Linked DNA regions of Mus musculus: all the other regions are linked to region 1. The links are chromatin contacts, called in public HiChIP or PLAC-seq and promoter capture Hi-C maps. All regions are on one chromosome and are shown on one strand. The core of a region is the stretch at or near the end of the contact, and the rest is flanking DNA. Distances in the headings are between cores, read along the strand shown.

The links. Promoter capture Hi-C pulls out the DNA fragments that hold promoters and counts their contacts. HiChIP or PLAC-seq counts read pairs in DNA pulled down with a chosen protein or histone mark.
Region 2: a contact with region 1 is called in a promoter capture Hi-C map of cranial neural crest. The contact joins the promoter of Stx1b here to the promoter of Sephs2 in region 1. A contact is called at or near these places in 5 of 39 promoter capture datasets (cranial neural crest, embryonic stem cells, liver and 1 more), 2 of 115 datasets of contacts at active chromatin or transcription factors (craniofacial prominence and kidney) and 1 of 9 other capture datasets (adipose tissue).
Region 3: a contact with region 1 is called in an H3K27ac HiChIP or PLAC-seq map of microglia, with 6 times the contacts expected there. The contact joins the enhancer-like site here to the promoter of Sephs2 in region 1. A contact is called at or near these places in 2 of 39 promoter capture datasets (embryonic stem cells and neutrophils) and 4 of 115 datasets of contacts at active chromatin or transcription factors (astrocytes, double positive thymocytes, embryonic stem cells and 1 more).

The regions. Positions count from the first base shown.
Region 1 is chr7:127,271,941-127,276,821 of GRCm38.p6, forward strand. It overlaps Sephs2 (selenophosphate synthetase 2), which reads right to left and starts at 2,119. Exons shown (of 1, transcript NM_009266.3): 1 at 1-2,119. The coding sequence starts at 1,979. The coding sequence ends at 621.
Region 2 is chr7:127,822,055-127,826,935 of GRCm38.p6, forward strand. It overlaps Stx1b (syntaxin 1B), which reads right to left and starts at 2,477. Exons shown (of 10, transcript NM_024414.2): 1 at 2,206-2,477. The coding sequence starts at 2,235.
Region 3 is chr7:126,723,349-126,728,229 of GRCm38.p6, forward strand. It overlaps the pseudogene Snrp1c-ps1. Among named protein-coding and RNA genes, the nearest start is that of Coro1a, 21 kb to the left of the region's middle. Within about 2 kb of position 2,548, at least 23 of the 459 cell types and tissues checked have an H3K27ac peak or open chromatin away from gene starts, as enhancers often do. A contact at or near this core is called in microglia, where this site is marked.

The DNA.
Region 1 (4,881 bases), core at 869-3,368:
CAGAAGTTTCAGTGTAAGATTCAATGGCCACCGACACCTGGCTCTGAGGTTTGTTCAGCCTCTCCCAGTCCTTACTGGGAGTTAGAGGGAGAGACATCATTATCAGAGACCAAGTCAGGTGGCTAGTCTTCCTTTCCTGTCGGACAAGCTGCTCAACTCTTGTCCAGAACAGGAAAAGAGGCAGTTTCTCAGAAAAAAATTAATAACAAATTTGACAATAAATCAGTAAGAGTTCTCCTAACAATTTAGATTTATCAATATATTGGTCCAAATAATTTTTCATGTTGCAGGTTTACTTTTCTCATATGTAATCTTAATAATCTTTACTCCCTGTGCAGAAATGAATCAACTCAGTGCAAAAAAAAAAAAAAAAAAAAATCCCTAAAACTGAAATAGCCTCCTCTTGCTTTGGGAAACGGGTTTTTGCTCCTCATGCTCTCAACAGATGAACACACATCCGCAGCGCCATTACTCACAGGCCTGGATGCACATACAGGAAGCTTTGGATGGGCCTGGAGGAACCATGCAAGCAGCCTTTGGAAAGGTCTTAAAATCAACCCTGGCCAGCAGTCCCTGAGCGGGTAGAATGGCTCCGAGTTCCCAACAACCGCTATTCCATTTCAAGAACTAGGCTCAGAGGCTGCGTTGGAATTATCAGGAGCAGCAGCAGCAGCAGCAGAGGCTCCCCGAGGTAGAACTTCAATAACGCGAGGCTTGTCAATGATCCGGGCTGTCCGGTTTCCCTTCTCCACGATGCCAACGATCCAAGCTTGGTGACCCTCTCCGTACTTGGAAGATTTGATTTCCGAACAAAAGCGGGCCGCCTGCTCTCTTGGCAGACAAATCAGTAATCCCCCAGAGGTTTCAGCTGACGTTCCTTGGAGGAGGCCAAAGCGCCCACTGGCTTTGCTGATCGCAGCCATCTTGGCAATTATTGGCAGATTATGTATGACAAAGGACACTTCATTTTTTTGCTGTTTTGCCAGGTTCTGAGAGTGTCCTAATATGCCAAAGCCTGTGATATCCGTGGCTGCGTGGGCATTAAAAGTGTGCATCAAGCCAGCAGCAGTCCTGTTTAGAGTAGCCATATTGAACATAGCTTCCTGATAGGCTAACTCTACTTCCTCTCTGGAAACCACCATCTTGATTTTATTCCATTTCTCAGGATTATCCAGCCATTGGTGGGCATTGGCAGCAACCTGGGTTCCTAAAGGTTTGGTTAATACCAGCACATCTCCTACCACGGCACTATCAGGCATTATGAATTCATTTTGCTGACACACCACCGTGGCAACGCCACCGATGATAATCCACGGGTTGACCACTGTCTGTCCACCGGTCACTGCAGTGCCTCCCTCCTCCGCAGCGTCACGAAAGCCTTTGATCATGAGCGGTGTCACCTTCTCTCGTTCCTTTTCACTCATGCTCTGGCTCACACTGAGTAACATCAACATGTTGTCACACTCAGTGATACCCATGGCATAGAGGTCACTGAGCACATTGGCACAAGCTATGCGCCCCATCATATAGGGATCTTCCACCAAGGGGTAAAAGAAGTCGGTGGTCTGCACCAGCGACAGGCCTCCGTGCCTCAGGGGGATGACGCAGGAGTCCATGCCAATGCTCAGCGAGGGGAAGGCTGAGCCGGGGCCGGGCCTGGTGGACAGGCCCCCTTCCTGCACCGTCTCTTCCTGGCCCCCGACCAGACCCGAGGTAAGCGGGGGCTGCAGCGCGGGCCGCGTCAGTCCCTCCAGGAGTTTGAGCAGGGTCTCCTGGGGGACCTTGCAGCCTCAGCCCTTCATGCCGGAGAAGCTCGTCAGCCGCCAGCTCGGGCTGAAGCCCAGTGTCTGGGGCTCGAACGGCCGGTAGTTGGAGAAACTCCGGCCGGCAGACCAGCCCGCCGGGCCCAAGGAACCTTCTGCGGCCACTAGCGCCGCCATGGTTTCTCCGCTGGCGCCCGCCGCCGCCGCTTCCGCCATCGCGCCGCTCGCCCGGGAGGCCGTGCGGACCAGAAGGCCCAGATACCTGCAGATGAGTCTCCCAGCCACAGCGGGCCAAGGTTACGCCAGGAGATGATCAACCACGCGAGCCGGACCGGAGGACTCGAGCCACGCTGCCTGTCGGAGCGCCGCGCGGCCTCTATTTATATACAGCGTGATTGACAGCTGCTCTATCCAATGACGATTCCCGTACCGAGAGGCGGGCTTCCTTTACTCAAAAAGGTGTATTACAAATTAACCGTCTGCTTGCACAACCGGTCCCCGCGAGATCATCACGTGAACCCCTTGTAACCGGCCTGGAACGCAGATCAGGATGGACTCGAACTCGAGTCCATCGATCTGTCTCAGCTTTCCAAGTGCTGTTATTACAGGTGGGAGCCACGTTACCCGTGCGTGTCTTGTCCCCTCCGCCCCCCTCCGCCCTGGGAACCTGGTCTTGGAGTTGGCTGGCAGAAGTCTGCTGTTTTTGGAATCATTTTACCAAAGAATAAATTACTTACGGAAGGAAGCTCTGGCACTGGGCTAGCCCCAAGGTCAGAACAGTCCTAGGGTCATTTGACAGGACACAAAGCTAATCTAGGCTAAGAAAATACTTTAAGGGGAGGTTTAGGGGAAGAAAGGGGACATCACAAAGTAAATACTATGATTGCATAAGCAAATTGCACAATTGATGTTGTGAAGTTTCACATGGACTTAAAAATTCTGCACAGGTTTGGGTACTGTTTTGGCCATTATCTGGCAGCAGTGAGTTGCATCTTCAGTGCAAGCTAATTTATTATTTATTTATGGCTACTCTGTGCTAAGATGTCTCTATTTCTTGAAGTTAATATATGTGAGAATTCAGATCCAGGCAGGGGGGTTTGCCAATGTCTACTGAAATTATAAATGCTAAACTCATAGTAGTGGCTTTATGCCTGTAATTCCACCATTTGAGAGACTGAGACTGTTAATTCCAGGCCAGCCTGTACTACATAGTACTACATAGTGAGTTCCAGGCCAGCCTGTTCTACAGCTTGCAACCCTAAACCAAATAAATGAATAGGTTTTTCCACTGTGTGATCCCAGTACTTGGAAAACTGTGGTAAGAAGACAATGATGTCCATTCTAGCCTGGGCTCCACAGTGAGATCTTGTCTCAAAAAGCCTAAAATAGGTGCTGGAGAGGTAGGTAGGTGGTTAAGAGCGCCTGCTGTTCTTGCAAAGGACCTGGGTTCAGTTCCTGGAACTTACATGGTGGCTATCATCCGTAATTCCAGTTTCCAGGGGACCTGATGTCCCTCTTCTGGCTTCTGAGAGCACCAGGAACACACAGTTCCCTGTCAAACATATAGCCAAAACACTCCTACACATACAAAATAAAAGTAAATGAATCTTTGTATTATTGCTGTCTTTGATGGTGCGTGTGGCTTTCCGGGGATGACTGTGTAGCTTGGCTCTCCCCAACCTTTACATGGATTCGTGGAATCTAAGTGAAGTTGTCAAGATTTTCACAACTGGATGGTGTGGCAAATGACTTTAGCCCCAGCACTTGGGAGACAAAGGCAGGAGGATCTCCGTGGAGCCCTCTTCTGGTCTCCTCACACACATGTCATAGAGACAGGGTTTCTCTGTGGAGCCCTGGCTGTCTTGGAACTCACTCTGTAGACCAGGATGGTCTTAAACTCACAGAGGTCTCCCTGCCTCTGCCTCCCAACTGCTGGGATTAAAGGGGTGGGCCACCACTGCCTGGCTTAAAATAAAACATTTATTTAAAAGGAAGAATATGGGGACTGGAAAGATGGCTCAGTGGTTAAGAGCACTGACTGTTCTTCTAGAGGTCCTGAGTTCAATTCCCAGCAACCACATGGTGGCTCACAACCATCTGTAATGGGATCTGACACCCTCTTCTGGTGTGTCTGAAGACAGCTACAGTGGACTCATATAAGTACAATAAACAAATCTTAAAAAAAAAAAAAAAGGAAAAGGAAGAGTATGAGGTGCAGGTGACCCTGTTCAAGGTCACCACCAATTAGAGTGGGACAGAATCACAATCCAATAGTCTGCTCCAGAGACCACTCATTGAGGCTGCCTGGAATACTTCAGAAGGACATAAGGACATATTAACATGTAGGATTTGAGGACATGATTTTTTTCTTTTTCTTTTTTTTTTTTTTTTGAGACATGGTCTCTCACTGTGTAGCCCAAGGTGGCCTTGGATTCACAGAAATCTGTCTATTTCTGCCTCCTGGGTTCTGGGATTAAAAGTGTGCACCACTAGCACCACTCCACCCTGCTTTCAACTTTTTTTTTTTTCTCTTCTGAGACAGGGTTTCTCTGTATAGCCCTGGCTGTCCTGGAACTCACTCTGTAGACTAGGGCTGCCTTCGAACTCAGAAATCCACCTGCCTCTGCCTCCCAAATGCTGGAATTAAAGGCGTGTACCACCACGCCCGGCTTGCTTTCAACTTGTAACTACACTGGTTGCTTTTTTGTGTGTGTGTTTTGCTCACATGTATATAAGTGGAAGTAGAGTTTCAGATGCCATATGGGTGCTGGATCTAAACCAGGGTCTCTCTTCCTCCCTCTCTTCCAGGCTTGCCCTCCTCCATCCTCCTGCCTTGTTTTTTAGTGGGTGTGGGGCCAGCCTACCAATGAGCTGCACCCGTCCACCCCACCCCATCCCCTGGCTTTTGATCTTTGGCCTGGCCTTTACACCCAATTGTAGCCAAGCTGTGACCTTGAGGAAATGATAGGCCATCCTGCTCCCCCAAGCCACTTCAGTAAACTGGGGCTGGTAATTCCCGTTTGGGAGTTATGGTGATGAAAGAGTCCAGCATAAAGGTGTGTGGCACACTTGAAGGAGCCTCCTGTCTCAGAGGGAAAAAGAAAGTCTGTCGTCAGCT
Region 2 (4,881 bases), core at 1,227-3,726, 550 kb after region 1:
CTCCTGATGCCCCTCACCATGCCCTCCCCTCCCCTCCCCTCCAGCTCACTGCCTTCCCACAGCATGGCTTTCAACTCTGGCAGACACTCTTAACACTCCAGACATCTGGAGCTCCTACCCACCCCACCTGCACCCTCCCCAATCTCCACTCTCCCAAATTGTGAGTAACAGCAAAGCCATCAGTATTTACCCAATCTCCCCCCCCCCGCCCCGTAACCCCCCAGCCCCCAGCTCTCCACATCATTTGCCTACTGCCCTAGCCACCTGGCTTCCTCCACCCCCACCCCCTCCGGCAGCCCTGGCCACAGGTTTCTTCACCTCTGGGCAGGGAGCCCTGACTCACTCAGAGTTCTCCCCACTCTGTCTCCCTCTCCCTCTAATTATACCACACTTCCACCCCCACCTTATCGCATTTCTCTAGGTTTGGGAGTCATGGAATATTCTTGGCTGCTGGAGATCTGAGTTCGAATTCTATTTTCTCCCTTGTTTAGTTGTGTGGCTTGGGGAAATCTTTAAACCCTCTGGGCTTCAGTTTTCCTGAATATTAGACAAGGCAGACTCTCTGTCTACCTTACCAGGAAGTTGGTTGGGATCTAATGGGATTGCCATGACAACCTGCTTTGCAAACTGCACCTGGAGGGGGGGCGGTTAGGATACTGAGGCTGCTGGTCTGGGTTTGAATCCTGCCTTTTTCTAGCTCTGTAACTTTGGCCAAGTTCCTTAATGTCTCTGAGCCTCTGTTCCCTTTTCTGTGAGATGAGATCATGCTAACACCAGCCTCATAAGATTGCCGGGAATCAGAGGTGATTTCCTATAAAACACACACAGTACAGTTGCCATTGCTACTATGGTTTTCCTCACGCAGTAAATACTCCTTCACATCTCCTCCCTCACAGTCAGCTCCTTCATTCTCCCCACTTCCTCTCCAAAGAGCCACTGTGTTCCTTCCCCGTATGGCCTGTGAACCAGGGTCCCCAACTCCAGGCCCAACCTTTGGAGGCTTCCAACAACACTCTAAAACTTGTGTTTCAAAGGCCGGAGGGTGTAGTCCCATGGTCAACTCGGCAGCCTGGAGGCCCCTGAGCCATTTGACCTGTACCACACACATACTTGCTTGATGACCTTGGGCCAGTCCCTTCCCATCCCTGAACCTCAGTTTCCCAATCTGTCACGTAGAGTAACAATCCCTTGGAATTCTGACATATCCCAATCCAGAGGCCACTGTCACACAGCAAACTGGAACCTCAAGCTCCTTGGGCTCATGTCATTCTTAAAATGTCTCGGCACCCTCCCTGCCCAAAACCATTCTCAGCAGGCGAGCACAGTCCCTCCAAAGAGCAGCCTCCCCTGCAGCCCCCCACCTTTCCTCCTCCAGCTCTGCTGGCCAACCGCCTGGAGCCTGGCCCCTGGCTTCCAGCAGCCTGCCCCTGGCTGCTCCCATGCTCCAGTTCCCCCAAGCACTGTGTGGCCTATGTCACACAACCCAATTCTGTGACCTGGTGGATGGATCTTTCTCTCCTCTCTCACCTTTGGGGTCACCTAAGCTGAGGCTCTGGCCCAGGGGAACTCAGTCACACACACACACACACACACACACACACACACTCCCCCTCTGAGCAGTGCCCTCTCCCCACGGAGCAACATACCAGTGCGCGTGCGCGTGGACACACACACACACACACACACACACACACCACCACCACCACCACCACCACCACCACCACCAGTACCACCACACACTTCATTCACTGCCAGGTGCTGGCATCTAGTTCCAACCTGTGTCCTCCATAGCATCCCAAATCTGGGTCCTCCTGGACCCGGCCTGGCCAGCAACCACCCCCTCCATCCGCCTAATTTGACAAGCCTGCTCTAGGGGATGATGGTGTCCCCCAATCCTCTCTTGACATTCACTTTCTCCCACCCCCAGGTTAGATTCTAGGGTCCTCCCGGGCATTTGGGCTGCCCAGGCCCCTGAGACCTCTCCTGCCCCCTTGTGTCTTAATGGCCTCCAACTCCTTCCAGCCACTGTCCTCCAATTGCAGGTTCACTGGAGATACCAGGTGCCAGGAGATGTGAGGGCTCCTGGCTTCCAACCTCTAGTCTCATCATTTGCTCCCCATGTCTCAGAACCTCCCCCACTCCATCCCCCAAGCGCTCCCCAAATACAGGGTCCCGCCTCCCCACCTCTCCCACCCCTTAGCTCACACTCCGCAGCTCCTGAGTCCGATCCTTCATCCTGCGACGGGCTCCTCCTCCCCTTCTTCGTCCTCCCGCCTCCGCTGCTGCTCTCTGCCTCTTGCCTCTGTCCTGGAGGCCGGGGTCTGGGGGCACCGGGCTAGACCTCCGAGGGATGTGCGGATAAGGTGCGCGGCGGGGGGGCGGGGAGCTAAGGCCAGGCAGAGACAGGGGCCTGGGCCGACTGGGCTCTGCCTAGGCTGCGGTGGCGATGCGGCTGCGGCACAGGGTTGGATGGAGGGATGCGGGAGCCGAGGCGCGGGGGAGGGGGGCGGAGGGAGGTGAGGAGGAAGGGAGGGAGGGGGAGCGGAGGGGGCGGGGAGCAGGGGGCATGCGCAGCGCCCCGGGCTGGGGGCGCCTGGGGGTTGTAGTCCGGGGAGGGGCACCCAAGGGAGGGGCACTGGGGAGGCCCAGAAGTTGGGAGGGGGGAGCCCAAGAAGCTCGGAGAGATGCAGAGGCAGGGATAGAGATGCTGGGTAAACTGCAGTTGGGGTGGACCGTCAGAGAAGGTCTAAGGCAATGAACTAAGGGACTAACCTGAGAGGAGCGGAGTGTCTGTGAGCCTACGCAGGACTTCCTTTTATCCTGTCCCTTCGGCTCTGCGGAAGAGTCTTTTGGGCATTAGAAATAACAAACCTGACCCTGTATGTGGCTATTGCTTGCTGAGAAGGACATGGGGCTTGTTCTGTACATCCTTTGTCACCCTACCTGAGAGTGCCCTGGCACTGGTGGATCTCAGCTTGTCAACCCCCAAGAACAGAGTGGTCACTACCTGCTGAGACTTTTGGTCTGGGATTTTGGATGACTGTGTTAAAAATGATATTTATCTTGGCCTAGAGTGAATCTCAGTGGTATATGCTTGCCTGCAAGGCCCTGGGTTCCATCCCCCAAGCCGGGGGTTGGGGTGAGGATGGGGATGCAGAAGGAAGGAAGATGTCTGCTGGGAGTAGAATCTTTGGTGGTGGTGGGGGTGTAGAATCTTGAATCTGGTGCTGCAGAAGGTCCAGAGAGCCTGCCACCCTCTGCTCTCCCTCCTTCCATCCTATCCTTAAATATTACTTCAGTTCTTCTTCTCATGGCAGTGGGGTTTGGACTCCCAGTTGGGTGGGCTTCCACCCTGCTTTTGCCAAATACCCAGTAACTACCTTAAGACACCATTCATCTGTGTCATGGCAGGCAGGGCCTACCGTCTGTGACCTTCAACAGTTCCTACAGCCAAGACAAGACTCTCTTCTTGTCTCCTCACCTCGCCTGCCCCCGCCCCCCACGTCCCACGCCCTTAACCTCTGAGTTCTGCCTCCCCCCTCCCTCCAGTTCTTCCTCTGATCTGTGACCCTCAGTCAGGGCTCCTGGGAGCTAAGTTATCTTCTTCCTTTTTAATCCCTCTGACTTTACGTACACGTGTATGTAGGTGTGCTCACTTGTACATGTGCACACATGTAGGTCAAAGGTCAGTGTTGGGTGGCTTCTGTCATTCCCCACCTTACTTGTAGTTTTTGTTTGTTTGTGTTGTTTGTTTTTTCGAGACAGGGTTTCTCTGTATAGCCCTGGCTGACCTCGAACTCAGAAATCCACCTCCCTCTGCCTCCCAAGTGCTGAGATTAAAGGTGTGCACCACCACGCCCTGCTTACTTGTAGTTTTTGTTTTAGAGACAGGCTCTTGCACTGAACCCAACCTTACACCATTTTTGATCTACTGGTTGAGCTGGGACCTTCCTGTTTCTGTGCCTCTGGGGCCTGCAGGCTTACAGGGGTATAGAGGTGTGCTCTTGTACACAGCTTCTGTGTGGATGCTGGAGATCTGACTCAGGTACACTTCACCCACTGAGCCTAGGTTCTCATCTTGGCCTACTGTACCTTCCTGCATCTTCATGCCTGTAGTACCCACTCACCTATACCTGTAAACCAGGGAATCTCAGAGAAAGGCACTGCTATAAGCCAGAGCCAAGAACACAGAGAAAAACCATGCTGGCAGAGCTTACCTATAGCGAGTATGGCCAGGACTCTGGTGTGGAGACCCCAGGGATAGTGGCCCAGAAGTGTTTCTTCCTGTTCTCATCCATGATGGCATCTCTACCTACCCAGCCACTCAGTGGAGCAGAACCTGTCCCTGTCTCCCTCCCCTCCCCACAGCGCTGCTGCTGTGTTCTGCGTATCCACCATGTCTTCCTCCCTACATGGTAACTCATCAGCCTCCTAGCCACTACTGCTACCCCAAGTGTGCAGATCAGCAAGCTGCGGGTTCAAAGGGTTAAGTAGCATTCCGATGTTGCAAGATGGGGTTCTCTTTGGCAGCATCTCCCTCCCTCCCTTTAATGCCAGAGTTTGAAGTTAGGCTTGTCACACGCCAGGTGAATGCTCTACCACTAAACTACAGCTCAGTCCTGGCTTGCCTTGTCCTGACCTTCCTCCTGTCGGAACTACTTCAGGCCAGCCTGTGCTCTCCTCACCTTCCTTCCACCTGGGCCACCAGGGACAGTCTTCATTGGTCTTCCCTCTTGAAGCCCCTTCCCTTTATGTCCTCCTTCCTCTCTGGATACTAGTCGTATCTCCAAGTTGTCTGAGTATGCTAATGTTACCTGTTGAGGCTCCGCCTCCCACAGCCCATGGCTTCTAGGATTATGCTCAAAAAACGAATCTAAGGTC
Region 3 (4,881 bases), core at 1,298-3,797, 550 kb before region 1:
TCAAGGCCAGCCTGGTCTACAGAGTGAGTTCCAGGACAGCCAGGGCTGCACAGAGAAACCCTGTCTCGAAAAACCAAAAAAAGAAAAAAAAAAGTGATGTCTAGTTGAGGAGCAGGCAGACAAAGTGACGATTCAGAGTAAGATTTGGCAGAATGAGTCACAGATAGGATACGCCCGACTCTCCTGAGACAGAAGAGAGGGGGCTTAAAAGAGCAGTGCAGGCAGAGGCAGTCATCAGTTTGGTCAGTCAGGTGGGAGTAGTGAGTGCAGCGGAGTTGAGTTCATTTGTGAGTTCGTGCAGCTCAGTGCAGGGCAGCAGAGTCAGTTGGAGCTAGAGATTAAGGAGCCAGAAGGTTAGAACAAATTGCCAGAATTAATTTGAGACCAAGCCGAGCACTTCAGTGAGAAGCTGAGAGAAGTCAGACTGAATCAGTCAGCTTGGGGTGGAGTTTGAACCAGTCAGCCAGAGCTCAGAAAGAACTAGAAAGAGTGAGCTTTATTCAGCAGGAAGCCTCTGTGATAACAATTTCTTCAGGCAAATAAAAGATACCTTTAGGACCCAGGTAGACAATGGCTTGTGGAGCAACATGCCCAAGTTTTATTGTGACTACTGTGATACGTATCTTACCCACAATTCTCTGGCTGTGAGGAGGACAAACTGCAGTGGTCGGAAACACAAAGAGAATGTAAAAGACTGTTACCAGAAATGGATGGAAGAGCAGGCCCAGAGCCTGAATGACAAAACAACAGCTGCATTTCACAGAAAGATCCCTCCAGCTCCATTCTCTGTTCCTCCACCTGCAGGGGCCATGATCCCACCTCCCACCATGGGCCCTCCTCGGCCTGGCATGACGCCTGTGCCCCACATGGGAGGCCCTCCCATGATGCCAATGATGGACACTCCCCTTCTGCCTGGGATGGTGCCCGTGGGACCAGCTCCTGGGATGAGACTGCCCATGGGAGGCCACATGCCCATGATGCCTGGGCCTCCCATGATGAGACCTCCCGCCTGCCCTATGATGGTGCCCACATGGCCTGGCATGACCCGGCCAGACAGATAAGAGCAGAAGCGCTCTTGATGGTTTTGTATTTCTTGTTCTGTTTCACCAGGAGCTCTTGGTGCTGAGCCTGAGTGTGTACTAGATGCATGAAAAGGAAACGTCCCTTCCTAACAGGATATTTTTTGGAGGGAGAAGTAATACAAAAAAGTACAGTTTTCACTTATATTGTGAAATGTGAAAATAAAATCATCAGGTCTTTTAGTTAAAAAAAAAAAAAAGATACCTTTATATCTGTCTCTCTTCATATTCCCTCCCTCCCTCTTTCCTTCCCCATTCCATTGGAGTCTTCTGTTCTAGTCTCCTTCCCCATCCATTCATAACTATCTATTCTATTTCCCTTTCCTGGGGAGATCTATCTGTACACTCCAGTCCCTTACTCTATACCTAACTATTGTGGTATTATATAGATTGTGGCTCAGTTATCATTGACTTAACAGCTAATATTGACACGTAAGCTAATACATTACTTATTTGTCTTTCTGGGTCTACGTTATCTGACTCAGGGTGATTTTTTTTTTCCTAGTTCCTTCCATTTGCCTGCAAATTTCATTATTTCAGTTTTTAAATGGCTGAATAATATTCTGTTGTGTAAATGTACCACATTTTCTCATCCATTGATCTGTGACAGCCATCTAAGTTGTTTTCCAACTTCTGGCTATTATAAAGAGCAGCAATGAACATGGGTGAGCAAGTGTCTCTGAGGTAGAATGGAGCATCCTTTGGGTATATGCCCCATAGCCGAGCATATACAAACCACTACAGTGGTATAGCTGAGTCACGAGGTCTTCAAGTCTCATCTTCCTGAGAAACCACCACACTGATCTCTACAGTGGCTGGCAAGTTTGCACTCATACCAGCAATGGGTGATTGTTCCCCTAACTTCCCATCCTCGCCAGCATTTGTTTTTATTGATCTTAGCCAATCTGCTGGGTGTAAGATAAAACCACAAAGTAGTTTTGATTTACATTTCCCTGATGACTAAGGATGTTGAAAGGTTCTTTAAATGTTTCTCAGCCATGGAGTTTCCTCTTTTGAGAATTCTGTTTAGATCTGCACACCATTTTTAAATTGAGTTATTTGGGTTTTTTTTTTTTTTGTCTTGTTTTTGTTTTTGTTTCAATCCTAGGATGTTTATTACAAAGGTAAACTTTGATCCTCTAGTTGGACTTAAGAGTAAGATTTCTAGTATGGAGTGTGGGCACCAGGACCTCGGAACTTTTTGGATTTATGACCACTGTCAGGTATCTTTAGTCTCGTTCTTAGAGGTCTCATCCACGTACTTTTGGTAATAAGCCATCAGGGCTTTGGAGATGGGCTGTCAGATAGCATAAATTTGGGGCACATGACCACCACACTTCACATGAACCCGGACATCCACACCAGCAAATCTCTCTTTGCCCAGAAGCAGAACTGCCTCAGTACCTTGTCCTGCAGCACGCACAGCTTGATCATCTCCAGGGGACGTCTGTCCACCCATTTCCCCATTTGCAGTGTGCCACAGCTGTGCCTATCTTCTTGTGACCGAAGACCTACACAGACTGCAGCTGATCCTGAGACTGTGAGCAGCAAGGATGGACATGAGCTGGTGCAATCTGAGAAGGGTTTCCTCAATACCTTGGTTTTTTAGGTTCCTTATATATTTTGGATATTAGCCTTCTATTGAATATAGAGTTGGTAAAAAAAAAGAATTTTTCCCATTCTGTAGCCTGCTGCTTTGTCTAAATGACACTGTCCTTTGCTGTGCAGAAGGTGCTCAGTTTAATGAGGTACATTAGTGATCTTAATGCTGAAAATTGCCCTTTGAAGATCTGCGAAGAATTGTGTTGAGATTGTGAAGGGGACTGCATTGACTCTGCAGATTGCTTTCGGCAAGATGGTCATTTTTTGGACTGGTGAGATGGCTCAGTGGGTAAGAGCACCCAACTGCTCTTCTGAAGGTCTGGAGTTCAAATCCCAGCAACCACATGGTGGCTCACAACCATCCGTAAGGAGATCTGACTCCCTCTTCTGGAGTGTCTGAAGACAGCTACAGTGTACTTACATATAAATAAATAAATAAATCTTAAAAAAAAAAAAAGATGGTCATTTTTACTATATTAATCCTACCTATCCATGAACGTGGGAGATCTTCCCCATCTTCTGACATCTTCTTCAGTTTCTTTCTACAGCGTCTTAGGGTTTTTCTCGCATGAGTCATGCACTTGCCTGGTTAGAGTTACCCCACGATATTTTCTATCACTAGAGGCTCTTGTGAATGGCGTTGTCTCTCTCTGTCTACTTGTTGTGTGTACACAGGATGGCTACTGAGTTTTGTGAGTTCATTTTGTATCCAGCTAGTTTGCTGGAAGTGTTTATCAGCTATAGGAGTTTCCCAGTATCTGAGCATGTGGTCAGTTTTGGAGAAAGTTCTGTCAGGTGCGGAGAAGATATATTCTTTTGTTTTTTGTGGGAAATGTTCTGTAAATATGTTAGGTCCAATTGGTTTAGAAGGTCAGTTAGCAACAGCATTTCTGTTGAGTTTTTGTCTAGATGACCTGTGTACTGGTGGGAGCGGTAACTAAAGTCTTGCAGTATTGGTGTATGAGAGTCAATATGTGACTTAAGATATAGTAGTGAGTTTTTGGGGGTTGGTTGGTTTGGTTTGAAGTGGGGTGCCCTTGAGCTTGGTCCATAGATGTTGAAAACTGGAATGTCCTCTTAGTGGATTTTTCCTTTGATGGGTGTGTAGTATCCTCCCCTTCTGAATAGTGTGGTTTAAAGTCTGTCTTGTCAGATATTAAAATGGCTACATAAGCTTGTTTGTTGATTCCTGTTATTTTGTTATTCTTGTAGTGGTAGTAGTGATGTGTGTGTGTGTGTTTCCTCTCTTTTGATTTGCTGGTCTGAGATTATTCTTTTGTTTTCCTGAGTGTGGTTAATCTTTATAGGTTGGAGTTTTGCTCTAGAGCCTTCTGTAGGACTGGATTTGTAGATAGCTATTGCTTAAATTTGGTTTTATCATGGAATGTCTTATTTTCTCCATCTTTTGTGATTGAATGTTTTACTGGGTATCATATTCTGGGCTGGCATCTATGGTCTCTTAGAGTTTGTAAACATCTATCCAAAGTCCTTCTGGCTTTTACAGTCTCCTTTGAGAAGTCAGGTTTGTTGTTATTGTTGTTCTTTCAGGACAGGGTTTTACTGTGTAGCCTTGGATGTCCTGGAACTTACTTTGTATACGGGCCTATAACTCAGAGATCCACCTGCCTCTGACTCCTGAGTGCTGGGATTAAAGTTGTGTGCCATCACTGCCAGGTAAAGGTCAGGTGTTATTCTAAAATGTCTGCCTTTATATGTTACTCAGTCTTTTTCCCTTGTAGGGTTTAATATTCCTTCTTTGTTCTGTACAGTTAATTATTATGTGCTGAGGGGATTTTCCTTTCTGGTACTGTCTGTTTGGTGTTCTGTATACTTCCTTGTTACCTTGATAGACACCTGTTTCTTTAAGTTAGGAAAATTTTCTTTTCTTTTAAAGATTTATTTATTTATATTTTATGTATATGAAGACACTGTAGCTGTCTTCAGACACACCAGAAGAGGGCATCAGATCCCATTACAGATGGTTGTAAGCCACTATGTGGGTCCTGGGAATTGAACTCAGGACCTCTGAAAGAGCAGTCAGTGCCCTTAACCACTGAACCATCTCTCCCTTGGAAATTTTTCTTCTATGGTTTTGTTAAAAATGTTTTCTGTCTTTGACCTGGATTTCTTTTCCTCCTTCTATTTCTATTGTCCTTGTGTTTGGTGTTTTCGTAGTGTCCCATGTTTCTTGGGTATTTTG